6 separate regions of the Mus musculus genome follow, and regions 1, 2, 3, 4 and 5 are each linked to region 6. Evidence: chromatin contacts called from public HiChIP or PLAC-seq and promoter capture Hi-C data. All regions are on one chromosome and are shown on one strand. Each heading gives the region's core, a stretch centred on a gene start, on an enhancer-like site or on the middle of the called end of the contact. The rest is flanking DNA. Distances are from core to core; before and after follow the strand shown. Region 1 holds the start of Galnt16 (polypeptide N-acetylgalactosaminyltransferase 16). Region 2 has its middle 60 kb from the start of Mir1843a. Region 3 holds the start of Gphn (gephyrin). Region 4 overlaps Dcaf5 (DDB1 and CUL4 associated factor 5). Region 5 overlaps Dcaf5 (DDB1 and CUL4 associated factor 5). Region 6 holds the start of Rad51b (RAD51 paralog B).

What was found. Promoter capture Hi-C pulls out the DNA fragments that hold promoters and counts their contacts. HiChIP or PLAC-seq counts read pairs in DNA pulled down with a chosen protein or histone mark.
Region 1: an H3K4me3 HiChIP or PLAC-seq map of pro-B cells shows a contact between it and region 6, with 5 times the contacts expected there. The contact joins the promoter of Galnt16 here to the promoter of Rad51b in region 6. A contact is called at or near these places in 10 of 39 promoter capture datasets (the 3T3-L1 cell line, the C10 cell line, cranial neural crest and 6 more), 5 of 115 datasets of contacts at active chromatin or transcription factors (astrocytes, embryonic forebrain, large pre-B cells and 2 more) and 1 of 9 other capture datasets (liver).
Region 2: an H3K4me3 HiChIP or PLAC-seq map of bone marrow-derived macrophages shows a contact between it and region 6, with 3 times the contacts expected there. The contact joins the enhancer-like site here to the promoter of Rad51b in region 6. A contact is called at or near these places in 10 of 39 promoter capture datasets (the 3T3-L1 cell line, the C10 cell line, the HPC-7 cell line and 6 more), 9 of 115 datasets of contacts at active chromatin or transcription factors (T-cell acute lymphoblastic leukemia, astrocytes, bone marrow-derived macrophages and 6 more) and 3 of 9 other capture datasets (adipose tissue, liver and macrophages).
Region 3: a contact with region 6 is called in a promoter capture Hi-C map of pre-B cells, with 2.2 times the contacts expected there. The contact joins the promoter of Gphn here to the promoter of Rad51b in region 6. A contact is called at or near these places in 3 of 39 promoter capture datasets (hippocampal neurons, liver and pre-B cells) and 2 of 115 datasets of contacts at active chromatin or transcription factors (astrocytes and pro-B cells).
Region 4: an H3K27ac HiChIP or PLAC-seq map of the NIH/3T3 cell line shows a contact between it and region 6, with 5 times the contacts expected there. The contact joins the enhancer-like site here to the promoter of Rad51b in region 6. A contact is called at or near these places in 13 of 39 promoter capture datasets (the 3T3-L1 cell line, the C10 cell line, the SN4741 cell line and 9 more), 1 of 15 datasets of contacts at CTCF or cohesin (pro-B cells), 17 of 115 datasets of contacts at active chromatin or transcription factors (the NIH/3T3 cell line, the SCID.adh cell line, T-cell acute lymphoblastic leukemia and 11 more) and 5 of 9 other capture datasets (adipose tissue, embryonic stem cells, liver and 2 more).
Region 5: a contact with region 6 is called in a promoter capture Hi-C map of liver, with 4 times the contacts expected there. The contact joins the enhancer-like site here to the promoter of Rad51b in region 6. A contact is called at or near these places in 17 of 39 promoter capture datasets (the 3T3-L1 cell line, 3T3-L1-derived adipocytes, the C10 cell line and 13 more), 1 of 15 datasets of contacts at CTCF or cohesin (large pre-B cells), 11 of 115 datasets of contacts at active chromatin or transcription factors (the 230-238 cell line, embryonic forebrain, embryonic stem cells and 7 more) and 3 of 9 other capture datasets (adipose tissue, liver and macrophages).

Annotation. Positions count from the first base shown.
Region 1 is chr12:80,517,693-80,520,392 of GRCm38.p6, forward strand. Galnt16 (polypeptide N-acetylgalactosaminyltransferase 16) reads left to right here and starts at 1,298. Exons shown (of 15, transcript NM_001081421.2): 1 at 1,298-1,653. The coding sequence starts at 1,477. It overlaps Gm26777 (a long non-coding RNA gene), which reads right to left and starts at 521. Exons shown (of 5, transcript XR_381753.4): 1 at 1-521. It overlaps 2310002D06Rik (RIKEN cDNA 2310002D06 gene), which reads left to right. Exons shown (of 3, transcript NR_045490.1): 3 at 1-262.
Region 2 is chr12:80,330,450-80,333,149 of GRCm38.p6, forward strand. No RefSeq gene overlaps it. Among named protein-coding and RNA genes, the nearest start is that of Mir1843a, 60 kb to the right of the region's middle. Within about 2 kb of position 1,307, at least 71 of the 459 cell types and tissues checked have an H3K27ac peak or open chromatin away from gene starts, as enhancers often do. A contact at or near this core is called in the HPC-7 cell line, T-cell acute lymphoblastic leukemia and bone marrow-derived macrophages, where this site is marked.
Region 3 is chr12:78,225,336-78,228,035 of GRCm38.p6, forward strand. Gphn (gephyrin) reads left to right here and starts at 1,320. Exons shown (of 23, transcript NM_145965.2): 1 at 1,320-1,506. The coding sequence starts at 1,443.
Region 4 is chr12:80,378,551-80,381,250 of GRCm38.p6, forward strand. The region is part of intron 5 of Dcaf5 (DDB1 and CUL4 associated factor 5); the gene reads right to left. Among named protein-coding and RNA genes, the nearest start is that of Mir1843a, 12 kb to the right of the region's middle. Within about 2 kb of position 1,376, at least 137 of the 459 cell types and tissues checked have an H3K27ac peak or open chromatin away from gene starts, as enhancers often do. A contact at or near this core is called in the NIH/3T3 cell line, the SN4741 cell line, astrocytes and 3 more, where this site is marked.
Region 5 is chr12:80,398,043-80,400,742 of GRCm38.p6, forward strand. It overlaps Dcaf5 (DDB1 and CUL4 associated factor 5), which reads right to left. Exons shown (of 9, transcript NM_177267.5): 3 at 1,907-1,943; 4 at 727-866. Among named protein-coding and RNA genes, the nearest start is that of Mir1843a, 7.7 kb to the left of the region's middle. Within about 2 kb of position 1,294, at least 4 of the 459 cell types and tissues checked have an H3K27ac peak or open chromatin away from gene starts, as enhancers often do. A contact at or near this core is called in liver, where this site is marked.
Region 6 is chr12:79,295,995-79,298,694 of GRCm38.p6, forward strand. Rad51b (RAD51 paralog B) reads left to right here and starts at 1,288. Exons shown (of 11, transcript NM_009014.3): 1 at 1,288-1,338. Zfyve26 (zinc finger, FYVE domain containing 26) reads right to left here and starts at 288. Exons shown (of 42, transcript NM_001008550.1): 1 at 232-288.

The DNA of each region.
Region 1 (2,700 bases), core at 48-2,547, 1.2 Mb after region 6:
GCCCAGTCTGGCCAGTCTCAACTCACACCAGGTCTTTGCCAGTATCCAGCATGCTCTCATGAGATATTATCCTGAGGGCCTTGGCTGTCCCTGCCCTTTCCTTATTCTTCTCTTCCTTTTTGGGATTACCCTCCTATTCTCCAGATTTATCCACTTTCTCTGGGAAGCCTTCCTAAAGACCACTTTGCAAGACTATACTTTCAGGAATCATTTCTGTAGTTCGTTACTGAAGACCAGTTTGCAATAAATTATTTCTTCCTCCGCAGCATCTACTTTGGTATCTCAGAGCTCCGAGTGTGTGTCTTCCTTTGCCTGACAGGCCCTAGCCCGCCTTGTCTTCTGCCTGGAGCCTGAATTATTCACACCTGCTTCTCACCTCTCATCGACTTCAGGGCCTCCGCAGAATCAGAATCTCAATGATGTCTATCCTGTCTCTCACCACCTTATTTTGCACTTTGTCAGAAAAGTGTCAGAGGGCTCTTAGACAGGGTTCTGTCCACTAATCGAACCCTGTGGCCTGGCCTCTATGGCCTCCCTTCACTCTCACGGAACGGTGATGACGCCTCAGGACAGTTCAGGGAGCCGCGATGCCGGTGTGGATAGGAACTAAGAGAAAGCTAGGAGCCCCAGGGTAATGAAAGATGTCCAGCGATCGCATCCCTGTGCTTGCATTGGTTGTACCGCAGCGCAGCTTCACCTCGCTCTCCAGAGTGTCAAGTGCATCAGCTTCCAACTCCCCACCCCCTCGGGCCACCGAGGCGGATGGAATCCTGGGTCTCCGAGAAGGATTCCGGTGCAAAGTCAAGACTGCCTACTCGCTAGCCTTGCCCCCTCCGAAGGACTCTCTGAACACAGGTTGAACCCTGCGCCAGAGCTCAGTTCTCAGCGCTGCCGGGAACTGCAGCTAGGCGACTCGGGCCAAGGCCAGGGGTCGCGCGTCTTCGCTGGTGACTCAGGTCCGCTCGGCGGTGGGTTAGGTGTGGGTGGAGAGACAGACCAGGGCCACGCGGGGGCAGGGGACGGGCGAGAGATAGCCGAGCGTTGAGAGAGCAGAGACCAGCTCTGGTTCATCGCCATTCCACCCCGCGTCTGTCTCGCTGAGACCCGGGATGCGGGAGGAAGGCCCGCGCCACTTCCCAGCGGGCGCGCTCTTTAGCGGGTGCGCAGCGGCCCCGGCTGCCCGCGGCGTCTGGAGCACAGAGCCAGCTAGGCGCGCGAATGAATGAGCGCCCGGGGCCGCGCGCGCTCGGGGCTGAAGGGCATTAGGACCGTGAGGATCGCTCTGCGCTCCTGTCTCTTCCTATCACACCCCCCCCCCCTCCCCAACCACCACCACCACCTCTCTCTTTTTTCTGCTCTGCAGGACTGAGCAGCCCGGCGCAAGCGACAACAAACGGCTGGGGCAGCAAGCTCCCCTGCTCGGGCTCCGAGAGCACGCCGGCCTCGGGCCCCACGCGGAGCGCCCGTCCGCCCACCATGAGGAAGATCCGCGCCAATGCCATCGCCATCCTGACCGTAGCCTGGATCCTGGGCACTTTCTACTACTTATGGCAGGACAACCGAGCCCATGCAGCATCCTCCAGCGGCCGCGGCGCGCAGAGGGCCGGCGGGAGACCAGAGCAGCTCCGCGAGGACCGCACCATTCCGCTCATTGTGAGTACGCTCTGCGCACCGGGTGAGCGGCGGGCCGGGGATCCTCGGCGCGCGTCCTGCCCCCCGCTGTTAGCCGAGGTTCGCGGGGCCCGACCGGGGGCTGCGTGCCCCGAGCACCGTTCGGGCTTTGTATATATTGGAGAATTCCTGCTCGTTGTTATGGCAACCTGTGCGGGGCCCGGAGGGGCCAGGGTGCTTGGATGCAGGGAGGGTGACAGCATGTGGGGGCAGGGAGAAAGTGCTGCAAGTTTGGTGGGCCCGGCGTGCGCGCGCGACTGAGAACGTGGCGGCTTTCGCGGCCCCGCGCAACCGGGGCTGGGGACTAGGGGGCTGCGGGCGTCTCGCCATCCCCAGAAGGCGGCTGGCCCTGGAGTGCAGCGAGCGGGTGGTGGGAGCAGAGCTCAGCAAGAGCGCGTAGGTGGTGGTGCGCACCGGGTCTCCAGCCTCTGGGGTAAAAGACGCCGGGCGGCGGCGTGGGTAAGGGAAGGGTCGCTGAGCGCTGCCCTTGGCTTAGCGCCTTCACATCCAAGATCAACTTGGACCAATTTTTTCAGCTTCCACCCCTACCTTCCCCGGAGGTGTTTTCTGGCTCCCCAGGGGCGGGGAGAAGGCTTGACTCATAAGCGCTCTTTGCCTCCAACCCTAGGGTCTGCAGTTGAAGGGGACTGTGTGTTCGTTGGGCTGGGCAGTTCCCTCTCATGAGATCACCCTCCAGACATCTGAGCGAGTAGGAGAAACAAAAGCGGTGTTAGTACTCCGAGAGCTCCCGCGGAGCTGGGGCGAGGGGTTGGGGGGCGGATTAAGCTGCACAGTAGAACCTGGTGGGGGCAAGCTGAGCCTGTAGGGGGCGTCCTGTCTACACTTTCGTCTGGTCAGCTGGTGATGGCTTCGTGTGGCCAGGCCCAGCACCTGTTGAGGAAGGAGACTAGGGGACCCTTTGAGAGAACGCTAAGATGGGAACGTTCTTCCGACGGGGGCAGGTAACCTCTTGGGACACACTACTGTTGGTCAGAGACAGCTTGAGAAGTCCACCAGGACCAGAAAGAA
Region 2 (2,700 bases), core at 57-2,556, 1.0 Mb after region 6:
GCCAATTTCAACTAGAACAGATGAGCTAGTAATCCAAAACAAAAATATAGCTTGGTTGTCTTTTTTTTTTTTTTTTCCTCTCTCCTAAGACAGGGTTTTTCTGTGTAATCCTTGCTGTCCTGGAACTTACTCTGTAGACCAGGCTGGCCTCAAACTCAGAGATCTGCCTACCTCTGCCTCCTTCCTTCCTTCCCTCCTTTCTTTCTGAAGGTGCTGAGAGTACAGATGTGTACCTCCCTTGGCTTTGTAAACCTGACCTCCCAGCCATTTCAGTCTTTAGGGTAAGTCTGACTCTTGCATAGGAGATCCTAGAGTCACACTTGCCATGTCGTACCAGCATCAGCCCAGCCTACCCTTCCTTCATTCCAAGTGGAATCCAAGAACTTACTTTTCTCACCCGGAGGAGGAGAGGTTAAAAGTGCAGTGTTTAGCAGGTCCATACAGTCCCCTCAGGAGTAACTTATCTCCCAGTCTTAGGAAGTGTTTGCCTACTGGACTTGAAACCAGGGGGCAGGGGCGGCGGGTGGTGGGGGATCAGTAGACATAGCTGCTGACTGGACTATCTCCATAGGTCTCTCCGTGGGATCTTCAAGCTGGGGGAACCGTGATCCAGGCACTGACTGACCTTTGTGCCAGCCAACTCTTTCCTGACAGATGTGTGGAATAAGACAGAGCTGAGGCCAGCGTCCACCTTTTGTGCTGATCCATCTCTCTCAGTGGGTTTAATCCCCAGCGCCACAACCCCCCACCCCCCAAACCGTAAAGGACATGAGCTGCACACTGCTCATTCCGGCTCATTTGAGAAGACTCAGTGTTCCAGAGCAGAGTAAAGCTTGGGCTTGCACCTAGGAAGACTCCTTTCCTCACCAGGCCTTGCTCCTTAAGAAAGAAAGAGAGAGAGAGAGAGAGAGAGGGAGGGAGAGAGAGAGAGAGGGAGGGAGGGAGGGAGGGAGGAAGGAAGGAAGGAAGGAAGGAAGGAAGGAAGGAAGGAAGGAAGGAAGGAAGGAAGGAAGGAAGGAAGGAAGGGACAGGGTCATTCTATGTAGCCCTGGCTATCCAGAGAGTTGATGTGTAGGCCAGATCAGAATTCTGCCTGCCTCTTGCCTCCAAGTGGCTGGGATTAAAGGCATGTGTCACTGCATGCAGCCATCAGGTCCTTTCTTGAACTTGAAGGGTCTTTTAGTCTCAAGCCCAGGCATGGGCTTGTAAACGGAAGCAATCAGGTTCCTATTCTCTAGTTCCTTGTATTTCCCCATGTCCTGCCCCTCCCCCTCAGCATGTTGATGACTTTTCTCTTACAGCCAACCAGAGCTGAGAATGTGGTCAGAGGTGCAAGCTCTTGGGTGTAGGGGGAGGGTGTCCCAAACTCAAGTCACTCTTTTCTTTTGTCAAAGCCTCCACCTGACACAAGCTGCCTCCGTGTGACCATTTGCAATCCCTTACTATTGCTGTACATTGTGATCCAGCCCCAGTCACACTTGATAAGAGTGAGGCCATAAGGAAATCATGCAGGAAGCCAGGCCCCAGAGACCACATTCAGGAAGCAGTGAGATCAGTTGGGAGCACCAGCCTTAGTGATCAGCAACTGAAACTCCACCTTTGAAATGGGACAGAAGAGGCTGGTGAGGGCTCTCCCCCTCTCTTGTAGGGTCAGCTCTTAAGGTCCCGCCTGCTTGGTGCTTTGTCTGCTGTATGACACTGTGTTCTGACCTCTCTTCAGGCAGATGTGCTTTACTGGAAACCATTTCACCTTTAAGTGTAATTCCATTGCCTCTTTTCCACCAGTAATGCAAACCGCTCACCTCTCACATTTCTCTGCCCTAAGAACCGCGGCCATGCTCCCACATCACTAATTCAGCTCCTTTACCACTGCAGGCAGCAGATGTGAGCTTTCCTTCCTTGATCTATTGATCTATCAGACTTCCTTGCTGGTTTTTATGGTTTAGCCTTTTTGGATGAGATACTAAGATATTCTCTCTTCTCTTCTTTCTCTTCTCTCCTCTCCCCTCCCCTTCTCTCTCCTCCCTCCCTCCCTTTCTCTCTCTCTCTCTCCTTCTCTCTCTCTCTCTCTCTCTCACACACACACACACACACACACACACACACACCCCTCTCAATCAACCCTGCATAGAAAACTGGTTAACTCTTCTTTGGCACATGCAGCGGTTTTCCATGGCTCCCTCCTTCCCAGGTTCTTAGGGATGGCCCAGCACCAGGTCTAAGAACTTGACCTCAGAAGCCCAGAGAGCTTTGGTGTCTCACTTCTTAAGGTCTAGGTCTTTTTCTAGTATTATTATATTAAAATTTTAGTTTAATAACATTTGCCACCCCTTATCTCAACCTTTATAAGCTTGTTGTGAGCAAGGATCTATGAGATCTCTATCAGCCATGTCTGGCTTTTAAGCTTCCAGCTCTTAGGGGTGGCACTACAAAGGGTCAAAGGTCTAAGAGGTCTCCCCAAAGGCTCCAAAGCAAGCTTTGCAATGTCTATGGTAATGGGGAGATCTACTCTCTTCCAGTGCTTGTAGGCTGAGACTTGCTGTCAAACAGTATTCTTTCTCTGGAGGACCTTGACTATCCATATTTCTGATGGACTGACATCCAAAAAGCCTTCTTGTGGGGCGTGCACATGGATGTCAAGCCAGCAAGCACAACAACAAAGAGAGGTGCCAACGACAGGAATACTTGTGTTATCATGTC
Region 3 (2,700 bases), core at 70-2,569, 1.1 Mb before region 6:
TTTATCCTTTCTCAACTCCACCCATCATTTCCTTTGTCCTCTTATATAAAGGCACAATGTGAATCTTTAGTGAATAGAATGAGTAATGCTATGTTCTTACTGGAACAATACAAACCGCACATAACCATATAATTGAGATTTTAGACTAAGAGCAGATTATTAAACAGTTTTGATACTTTTTTTGTTGTTGTTTTGCTTTTAGGTTTTACTATGGTGAACAAATGAGAAAACATACACACACTTAAGCCAGAAAAGGATATTTAGCAAACCTACACAAAATAGAGGTGGCTAATAACACTTTATGAAAGACACAGAACTAAATGACCACATTTTCAGAGTAATTCCATATTCCAGAAACACTGAAACTTAAATGTCACAGCATCTAGGGGACGACAGAGAGAGAGAGAGAGAGAGAGAGAGAGAGAGAGAGAGAGAGAGAGAGAGGAATCTCCACTCCACGTGCCCTGCTGCAGACACATAAGCTCCGTCTACGACGTCTGTGGTAGGCTGTCACCGAGCGGGGCCAAAGCGAAGTCAGAGGGAGCATTGACTGCAGGTCACAGCTGGGGCGGCACAGGGTAACCTATCTCTGCCCGAGAGGGGACTCTCGTCACAGCGGCCACCGTTCTGCCACCCATGCCGCTTCCTTAAGCCACCTCTAGGTTCTCCGGTGCCTTCAGAGGAGGTGAGCCCACCTCGCTGCCGCACCTGGTCCGGAGTGGCTCCATCGCGGGCAGAGCCGGCCGGCCTGAGGCGGCGGAAAACTGACGAGGCTGCCGGCTCGGCGGGGGATTGCTTCTGTCTGGGGCCCGCCGAGGCTGCGTTCGTGCCTCGCGCGCACCCGCACCGCGTCCGCCCAGCCAATCCCGCGCTACTCGCGCGCCCAGGAACGTTCCTTGGGTCCCACTCTAGGCTGGGCCGGCTCCTTCCCGCTCCCGGCACTCCGCAGCCAAGCTCGCACTCCTCCCCTCACTCTCCACGAGTTGCACGCCTCGGGGTGTAGCTCCGCCCCTGTCCCCGAGTCCGCCCCCGCAACCTCCAGAGCGTGTGCTCCCTTTTCCCCCTCTCAGTCTCTTGCCATCCAGGCGTCTTGGGTCTCACTCCGCAGAGCCTCTGGGTCTCGCCGGCCTTGCCCCGCCGCCTCCGCGCTCTGTCTTCCGCGAGGCCGCCGCTACTCCCACCCCGGGATCGCTTCCTCCCGGCCGGACTCGGGGTCGCGCGGCCCGACTCCGCCCCCTCCGCGGACCCGCGCGCTCCTGGCGCGGCCTCTCCCCCCCACCCCACGCAGGCCACCGGGCGCTCGGCCCCCTCCTTCCCGCTCGCCTCGCGCTCCCCGGGCGCCCTCGCTCTCGCGCTCTCCAAGGCAAGCGCGCTCCCGGCCGGCGCGCTCCGGGCTCCGGCTTCTCCTGGCTCCTGTCAGTGCGGTGACTGCGCTGGGAAACATGGCGACCGAGGGAATGATCCTCACCAACCACGACCATCAAATCCGTGTCGGAGTCCTCACAGGTAACGGGGGGAGGAGGTCCGGGGGAGCCGCAACGGCTACTATCCGCGACTTGCTGGAGGTTTCTCGCCCGCGGTGGTGCTTCCCTGCGGCCTCGGGAAGAGGGCAGGCTGAGGAGGGGGACCGGGGGGTGTATTTTACAACCGCTGAGAGCTGCTGAGGATTCGGGTGTTCCCGTGTGCTCCCCGGGGGAGCTGGGGCAGGCACGGTGGGGTGTCAGGCCCCGGAGCCCTAGCAGCCAAAGTCTCTGGCCCCCGGGGACCGAGGGGCCGGTGCGGCGGGCGCTGCGGGGCTCCGCGCTGCCGGTGCGGGCGGCGGGATTCCTGCTCCGCAGTCTGAAGCACGCTGCTCGGGGTTGGCCGGGCGCCTCCTCCACTAAAGCTCTTCCGAGAGGGGGGAATCCCATCTCCACCCCCTTTTCTCCCCTCCCCCCCCACCCGGCGGCCCCATGGCACCTGCCTGACAGGACTCGGGGTTCGGCAGGCGAACTCTGCTCCGCCTCTGCTGCCCCTTCGCCGGCCGGCTGTCCCCTCTGCAGACGACGGGACACTCCTCACCTCCCCCGGGAGCCGGGTGCTAGGCTCTAGTCCGGACCCCGGAAAGTGCCTTCCTTCTGCCTTTCCTAGCACAGGGCCCTCCCTCTCTGTCTGCCTCTTCTCCTCCGCGAGGACCGGCTGCTTCCCGTGGCCGGGAGAGCCAGCCTTTTTTTTTTTTTTTTTTCCCTTGAGAAGGAAGGATTTCCCTCTGTCGGGTTCTTTTCTCCCCCTCCCTTTTGGGACACCCCCCCCCTCCCATTCTCACTCCCCGGTGGATGGTCCTGAGGCTGGTGAGGAGCGCACTTTTCCCGGGTCGCGTTTCCCTCCCTCGCGGAAGTCGTGTGTGCTCTGCATGTCTGATTCCGTTGCGTTGTATTTGGGTGATATCCCTGAGTTTGGAGATAGACAGTTGCTGCAGGGCACGACTTCCAAGATGAATTGCAAACCTATTTGTAGGGGTTTCGGCTGAGGTTCTGTAGTTGGCATGGTTCAAGTGTAATTGAACGGAGAAGCGGGGGTTAAAGAATTTATATTTGGAGTCTGAGGCTTACTGTGGAGTAAAGGAAATCCAAGACTTAGTGATGTGGTTTCAGAAAAAGAAGCTATGTAGAAGGGAATCCTAGTGTCTTCCCTATTTCATTTAAATTTTTTTTCTTGTAG
Region 4 (2,700 bases), core at 126-2,625, 1.1 Mb after region 6:
CTGTAAGCCAGCCCCAATTAAATACTGTCCTTATAAGAGTGGCTTTGGTCATGGTGTCTGTTCATGGCAGTAAAAGCCTAACTAAGACATACAGTATATTCTGGTTCACTTATTATGCTATAGTGTAGTGTGTGTTTTATGTGTATATGTGAATGTCTATGTATATGTCTGTGCACCATGCATAAGTCTGGTGGCCAGAAGAGGGCACTGGATCTCTTGGAACTGGGGTTAATGACAGCCACCAGAGAGATGCTGGGAATCTCAAGCCCAAGTTTGCAACAGCTCTTAACCTCTGAGCCATCTCTCCAGCCCTTCCAAGTGCTCATAACTGAGCCGTCTCCCCAGTCCCTCAACAGAATTCTTGATTACCTGGGCCTTATCTCACAGAGGGGTGGTTACCCATGCCACAACCATGTTCTCTTTTATATCTCTGATTCACTGAAGTCAGGCTATGTGAGTATCATTTGTATAGCTTTACTAAGCGGTTATATGTTCTTATTGCATTATTTTTTCTGTAGTTTCATAATGTTTATAACATTTTTAAAGTCATGAAGTGTGATGTTTGCATATGCTCTACCCAGGGAATGGCAGTATTAGAATGTGTAGCCCTGTTGGAGTAGGTGTGGCTTTGTTGGGAGTCATGTGTCACTGTGGGTTTAAGATCCTCATCCTAGCTGCCTGGAAGCCAGTCTCCCACTAGCAGTCTTCAGATGAAGATGTAGAACTCTCAGCTCCTCCTGCACCATGCCTGCCTGGATGCTGCCATGCACCCGCATTGATGATAGTGGACTGAACCTCTGAACCTGTAAGCCAGCCCCAATTAAATACTGTCCTTATAAGAGTGGCCTTGGTCATGGTGTCTGTTCATGGCAGTAAAAGCCTAACTAAGACATACAGTATGCTTCTAAATGACTTCTTTTGCTGATGAGGTCCTGACTTGCCTGAAGATGACCTACAGGAAGAATGGCCCTGAAAACGTTCATGCAGGAGCAGCTGCCAACCTGGCATGGTCATAAACACAACCTGCCAACACCAGCCGCAGCCATGCCTACTTTACCCTCCCAAAGCAATCTTCTCACCAAGGGAGGAATGCTGTGGTACTGCGGCTGTGTGCAGAAACAAGGTTTGGATAAAACATCGTGCCATCCTCCTGGGTGGAATGGATGGAAGACAGCAAAGACAAAAACCATCCCCAGAACTCCAAGTACCAAGGAGGAGTCTAGAATCCCAAGTCCCCAAATGATAAACCCAGCAAAGAAATAAATGATCTTATAATGTCTTGAATACAAGCCACACTCACTCACTCATACACAGAGAATGAAAGGACTGGGCAGCTGGAGCCCAGGCATTTCCTTTATAGGGAGCCCTGGCCACCACAGGCATGCGGTGCTATCTAAACACTGAGTTCAAAAACAATGAAAGGCTTTCAATCTACAGTCAGCATGGAGCTTGCAACTCAGCCAGAATCTGTGGAACTGAGGGTGGGTGAGGGGTGGAACAAGACTCAACAGAAACAAACTTGGCCAGCACAGCCAGCCCAGCAGAGCCCAGCAGAGCCCAGCAGAGCCCAGCACAGCCCAGCACAGCCCAGAACAGCACAGCCCAGCCCAGAACAGCCCAGAACAGCACAGCCCAGCACAAGAGCACAGCCAAGCACAGCACAGCACAGCACAGCACAGCACAGCACAGAACAAGAGCACAGCCAGCACAGCGCAGCGCAGCACAGCACAGCCCAGCACAGCACACACAGCACAGCACAGCACAAGAGCACAGCCAGCGCAGCGCAGCACAGCACAGCACAGCCCAGCACAGCACAAGAGCACAGCACACACAGCACAGCACAGCACAAGAGCACAGCACAGCACAACGCAGCGCAGCGCAGCACAGCGCAGCGCAGCACAGCACAGCACAAGAGCACAGCGCAGCACAGCACAGCACAGCACAAGAGCACAGAGCAGCACAGCGCAGCGCAGCGCAGCGCAGCCCAGCCCAGCCCAGCCCAGCCCAGCACAGCACAAGAGCACAGCGCAGCACAGCACAAGAGCACAGCGCAGCACAGCACAAGAGCACAGCGCAGCACAGCACAAGAGCACAGCACAGCACAGCACAAGAGCACAGCGCAGCACAGTACAGCACAGCACAGCACAGCACAGCACAGCACAGCACAGCACAGCACAGCAGCAGGGTTGACATCAGCTCAAGTCCCTGACAGGAAGCAGGGGCCTCTGCTAAACTCCCTTCTCATCAGTTAATAGTTATCCTCTCTGTCCATTCCAGTCAGGCCTGAAGAGGAGCCTGCCCATCACTGGCCCACGGGTCTATTCTATCCCCACCCAAGATCCTTGACCTGGCATTTATAATTTGGTTAGAGTGCAGGAGTGTGGCTCCAGTAACTTTTCTTCTTCCTGCATTTCTGGGTAAGAAGATTAATCTTTCAACCAAGGAGAGTGCACAAGAACCTGATGTAGTTAGGAGTACATCGTAGAGAACAAAATGTGATTCCTTCCAGAAGAATGGATGGATACATCTCAGCAGGAGTTTATGCAGCTGGCCATTTATAGTGAGAATAAGGAATGATCTATTTTGCCAAGAGAAAAGGCTTTCTTCCCACCGCCTCCCCAAGCCCCCTGAGACAAGGTTTCTCTGTGTAGCCTTGGCTGTTTGGCTGTCCAGGAACTCACTCTGTAGACCAGGCTGGCC
Region 5 (2,700 bases), core at 44-2,543, 1.1 Mb after region 6:
CCTAAAAACTTTCACAACCAACTCCTAATACAGTTATCACATTCTTTTAAGATTTATTTATGTATTTTATGTATGTGAGTACACTGTAGCTGTCTTCAGACACACCAGAAGAGGGCATCAGATCCCATTACAGATGGTTGTGAGCCACCATGTGGTTGCTGGGAATTGAACTCAGGGCCTCTGGAAGAGCAGTCAGTGTTCTTAACCACTGAGCCAGCTCTCTAGCCTCCCAAGTTACTATAACTTTAATGCTTATAAAATTGCAAGTTTTATACACATATAGATTTAATGAAGACAAAGTGAAACAGTGAAAAATGAAGACAAAGCAACACAGTACAGCTTCCCTCTAGTTCATGATGCTCCCTGAAGGGTTAGGGCAGAACTGTGTCTTCCAGTATCAAAAAACAAAAACAAAAAACAAAACAAAACAAACAAACAAACAAAAAACCCTGCCTGGTGCCCCTTTTCTGTAATTGAAGGAGAAAGACTGTGAGTTCAAAGCCAGTCTGAGTTGCACAGCTAGACTCAGATTTTGTTTTTGTACAGTGACAGGTAGGCTGACTGGTAAACGTATTCCTCTGCGACCACTCAGGGCAGGATGGGTCTCCAGTGTTATGTGTGTGTGCTGCATGTGAGAATCCTACATTTCTATCCTCTGGATGCTACTCATACACTGACTGTACTCAGACTGTTCAGCACAATCCAAAACTGTCCAAAATGACCGACCTCCATGGGGAGACTCCCGGATATCCCAAATGAGAACCCGGCCATCATCTGAAGAGCTGGCAAAAATGTTGTCATTCACGGGGCTCACTGACAAGCCATATACTGCATCTTCATGAGCAAACACATCCAGGGTCTCACTGCTGAGAAACAGAAAAGCACATAGACATATTTATATACACAAACATTGTTCAGAGGCCCAGCCCTATTGTACCTAACTAGAGTTCAGTTTCTTTTATTAACAAGAGAAATTTAACCCAGGTAAACCAACAAGATGCTAAATTAATATAATGGGCAATGTTCAAGTGAAAAACATTAAGTATCTAAAATGTCTGCATAAATATATATGTATATTTAAAAGTATTACTTGTATAAATTTCCTAATTTTCACACTAAACGTATTTAAAAATGACCCAGTAGCTGAGTTTTTTGTTTTCATTTATCAGTTGTATGGAGATTTGAGGGTGGTACTAGATTTCCAAAAACAAAGGGGAGGTTTTAAAGCAGCAGAGGTAGAGGGCCTCCCAGGAGACTAGCATGTGGATTAACAGCACAGCTCTGAGCTAACAAGACCCGGTGCAAAGTCCTAGCATTACCTGACCTTAAGTTACCTAAGAGCTCTGGGCCTTTGTTCCCTCTTGTCATGGTTATCAACAATATCCCTCACTAAATGGTCATAATGGTTAAGTGGGGAACACAAAAATCCCTTAGAACAATGTCTGGCACATGACAGTAAAAACTCAATAAATATTTGTTATTATTAACTATTAATTTTTATTATGTAATTATGTATAACATATAAATATAAAGAGGAAAAACTGTTTTCTCCCTCTTTTTTTTTTGGGTTTTTCTGAGACAGGATTTCTCTGTGTAGCCCTGGCTGTCCTGGAACTCACTCTGTAGACCAGGCTGGCCTCGAACTCAGAAATCTGCCTGCTTCTGCCTACCAAGTACTGGGATTAAAGGCGTCTCTTATTATTTCTAATTGTATGTCAACTTTGCAAATCTTCCCTTTCTTTAAATAAAACTGAAACTATTATAGTAATTGGTTTGTTTGCTTCAGAAAACTAATATTGGTTCCATATTAGTTCCCTCAGAACCTAAAATCTATGTCTAAAAAGATATTTGCCACTGTTCATGTAAAAAATGGTCAGTCATCGTCACACACCAACAATCTATTTACCTTTCAACATCATGGAGGATAACTTGCTCATCATTTCCTACAAAGGAAAAAAATAGACATTTTATAATTCCTACAAGTGATCCCTTCCACCCGACAATATAGGATTTTAAAGTTTCTAAAAAAAAAAAAAAAAAATCATAAATTGGCTCAGTTTGTGGAAGTCTTGAAAAGTCTGAATTCCTGAGCTTGATTCCCAGAACCTATGGTAGGAGGAGAAAACTAGTTACTGCATTATTGAAAGTTGTCCTATACATCTGTGTGTGCGCGTGTGCACATGTACACATGTATACACACACACACACAGACACACACGTGCACATGTACACACACACACTCAAATACAACATAATAGAAAATCGGAGTGTTAAGTTAGGAGAGACTATGAAGGCAATCTAAGAAGTCAGGCACAGTGGTGCTTGCTTGTATGTAATTCCTACCCTTAGGGGAGGTAGAGGCAGAAGGATCAGGAGGCTCAGGGCCAGCCTAGGATACATGAGAACCTGTCTCAAAAAGCCACATATTCTCTCTTTTAAAAAATATTTAACAGAGCTGTCTTTATAGAGTTTTGTTTTGTTTTTTAAGCAATAAAGTATAACCTGGCAACAGTTCAGAATGCATTATTCAAGGGATCAGACCAAAATAAACTGCTGTCACTCAGGAAAAGTAAATGGCCAAACAGTTCACTCAGCCAGGCTAACCCACGCCATGTCTAGCAAAGCAACCAGCAATTATAAGACCTGGAATAAAATCTCTTAACATTTCTAGGCTCCGGCTGTCCACATGAACATAGGGAT
Region 6 (2,700 bases), core at 38-2,537:
CTTCCGCATTCCCTCCTGAACATTTTGTCAGGCTACAAATCTCTAGGTTGGTGGATGCCTTGGTAAGGATGAAAACTCCCTTGGTTAGAGCCTTCTGTTAAGACAGAGGCTAAAGATTAGGGGATCAATCTGGGACTGAACTGTGGAGCCGGGAGGCTGGGGGACAGGGATGCTCCCCCTAGCGGGGTCGTGGACAGCACCCTCGCAATCTTCCCTGCGCCTTACACTCACCTGCTCCGGGAGTCGAATGCATTTTCCCGTCCAGAGCAGCCATGTTTGATCCCGGTCAGGTGACAAGTCCCATTGCGAAGAGTGGTGGAACGGGCGGCGATGACGAAAGAGAGCGCCACTCTTATTGGCTCAGGAGAAGCAAGATGCAAATCAAGTGCCGTGTTTGTTTGAATCACGTGATGCCACCTGATTGCTACGGGGACTCTAAGGAAGAGTTAGATCCGCTAGCTACAGGACTGAGGACTCTCCCTAATTATGATTGCTCCTTCTCGCAACATCCACAGTTATTCATTTCGGGGGAGCTGGGGCCAGGAATATCTGTGTTCCACGCTCCGTACCCGCCACTGTTTTGTTTTGTTTTTGATGTCAACATTTTCTCCGTGCCAACCAGTGATAGATGATAGGTTAGCCACAGGAATTCTGGATCTTCCTGTATCATTATTCTATCTAATTCTATCGTGTGTATATCATATATAATTATATATCCATCGAAAGACTGAGGTCGGTACAAAGGAGTTGCAAACGAAAACAAAGAGTGAGCAAAGGCTTTTCACAAATCATGTAATCAAGTCAGTTCTTAAGTTTATTAGTTTTTCTTAACGCAGCTGTTTTAAATACGAAACCTACTTGACTTCTTTTATTTTTTCAACTAAACTGAGTGGTTCTTTTTCAATGTATTTTAGTTTGAGACGCTTTAGTTAGTATTTCCCGGACATTTTCACCATCTAAATGTGTTGAACAGTGCAAAGGAAACACAAAACTCTCATCCCAAAACGGGAATAGGGCATATTGCCCACCCTTTTTCCAACCCCTCAGCCCCCCAAAAGAACCTTCTCTGGCCCAGGAAATAACTTTAAAATGCGATTCACTGAGGAAAAGAATTTCCAGTCAGGGTTTTCCCTCCTCTACATTCGTCTTGAAAGGTTCCGCTCCTCGATTTAAGCAATCACTACAAAGGAAAAATTTAATTAGATTAACCTTCGAGACTGAACTACAATTCCCAAAATACAGCTGGGCTAACCCGAGATTTTCCTGCTTCTGATTGGATAAGTCGCCAGAGTACCAACCAACCAGAGCCCCAGATGTTGCTGCTCGCACTTTTCGCGGGTAATTGTGTGAGGGTGGGGGAAACTTTGAAAGTTCCACGCTGCTGACCTGGTACTGGAGTTTTCTGAGGGGGCAGTTGTGGGGAGGAAGGTGTGTTCATTATCTTGTGCTCCCTCTTGGAGCCTGTGGCTGTTGATACCGGGGTCGCGGAGAGTCCTGCGTGTTGAGCACGTACTCTGTAACGGGGCTCGTCCCTGGAACCCGGACGGGGTCCTGGAGCTTCCGACTTCCTCTAGGGAGGCGAGTGATGCTTGTAAGGTGCTCTGTTTTATTAGGAAGTTTTGCGTCAGGTTTTCTAACTCTTGATACTTCTTCCTCCGCTCTTGGGCAAATTAGGCATCCGGGCAAGTTTAGGGACTGTCAAACTTGTGGTGTTAAGAGCGCGGAATCTGGAGTCAGATCTCTGGATTCGAATGTTGGCTCGATCCCTTGGCTAGTTCGTGTGTTTATTAAAAACATCCGAAGCATTTAAAACTAGTGTCTGGCGCATAATAATGGCCCAATAAATAAATTAACCCCTCAGCCTCCTCAAAATAGCTGGGTTTTGTTGCTTCACTATTTTTATTGAGCGCCTAACAGAAATTCAGTCTGAGATGCTGTCTCCTCTGTCTCGTACGCGCTTACGCACACATCAGGAAGAAAGAAAAGCATACACTATAATAACGCACAGATCAGATTAAGGAAGAAATAAGTGCAAAGTGTGGAGATAGCACTCGAGAGGAAGTGACTGGTTGGCGAAGGGTTTGTGTGGAGAAATATGTGTTTGAGTAACCTAACCTAACGTTGTGGATAGTCACGTTAGAAGAATCACATGTCTATAATGAGTGCCTACCTTGAGCGTTATGCACCAGCTCTGGAGTAGAAATTAGAATCACCGTTGTTTTACACATGAGGACAACTTTGCTCGAAAGACAAGAGCTAAGTAAGAGATGCCCTTTTCAAGTTGAAAAAAAATATGATTGATCATAAAAGTTTGGAAGTTGTCATATGATGGTCCCATGAAGCATTTTAAGCAATGAAACTAACTTTTAAGGGAACTACTTTTAGTAGGATTGTGACATGCAACCTAATTTTTTTCAGACCAATTCGAGACTTCTCCCTGTCTATCTCAGTAGCACGTGCACATAGCAACTACAATACCTGTCACATAAATGTAGTTACTTGAATATATGTCTCTTCATTCTTCAATTGTAAGTATGCAAAAGGGAGGACATAAGCTTAGCATAGCATGTGCTTAATATTGGTGAAAGAAACAAATGAATAGAGAATGTTATATTTGGAGAGTTTATATTATATTTGGGAGAGTAGGGAAAAAACTTGAAGCCATAAGCAGAATCGAGGGCAAGTAGTGAGAGTGGTACT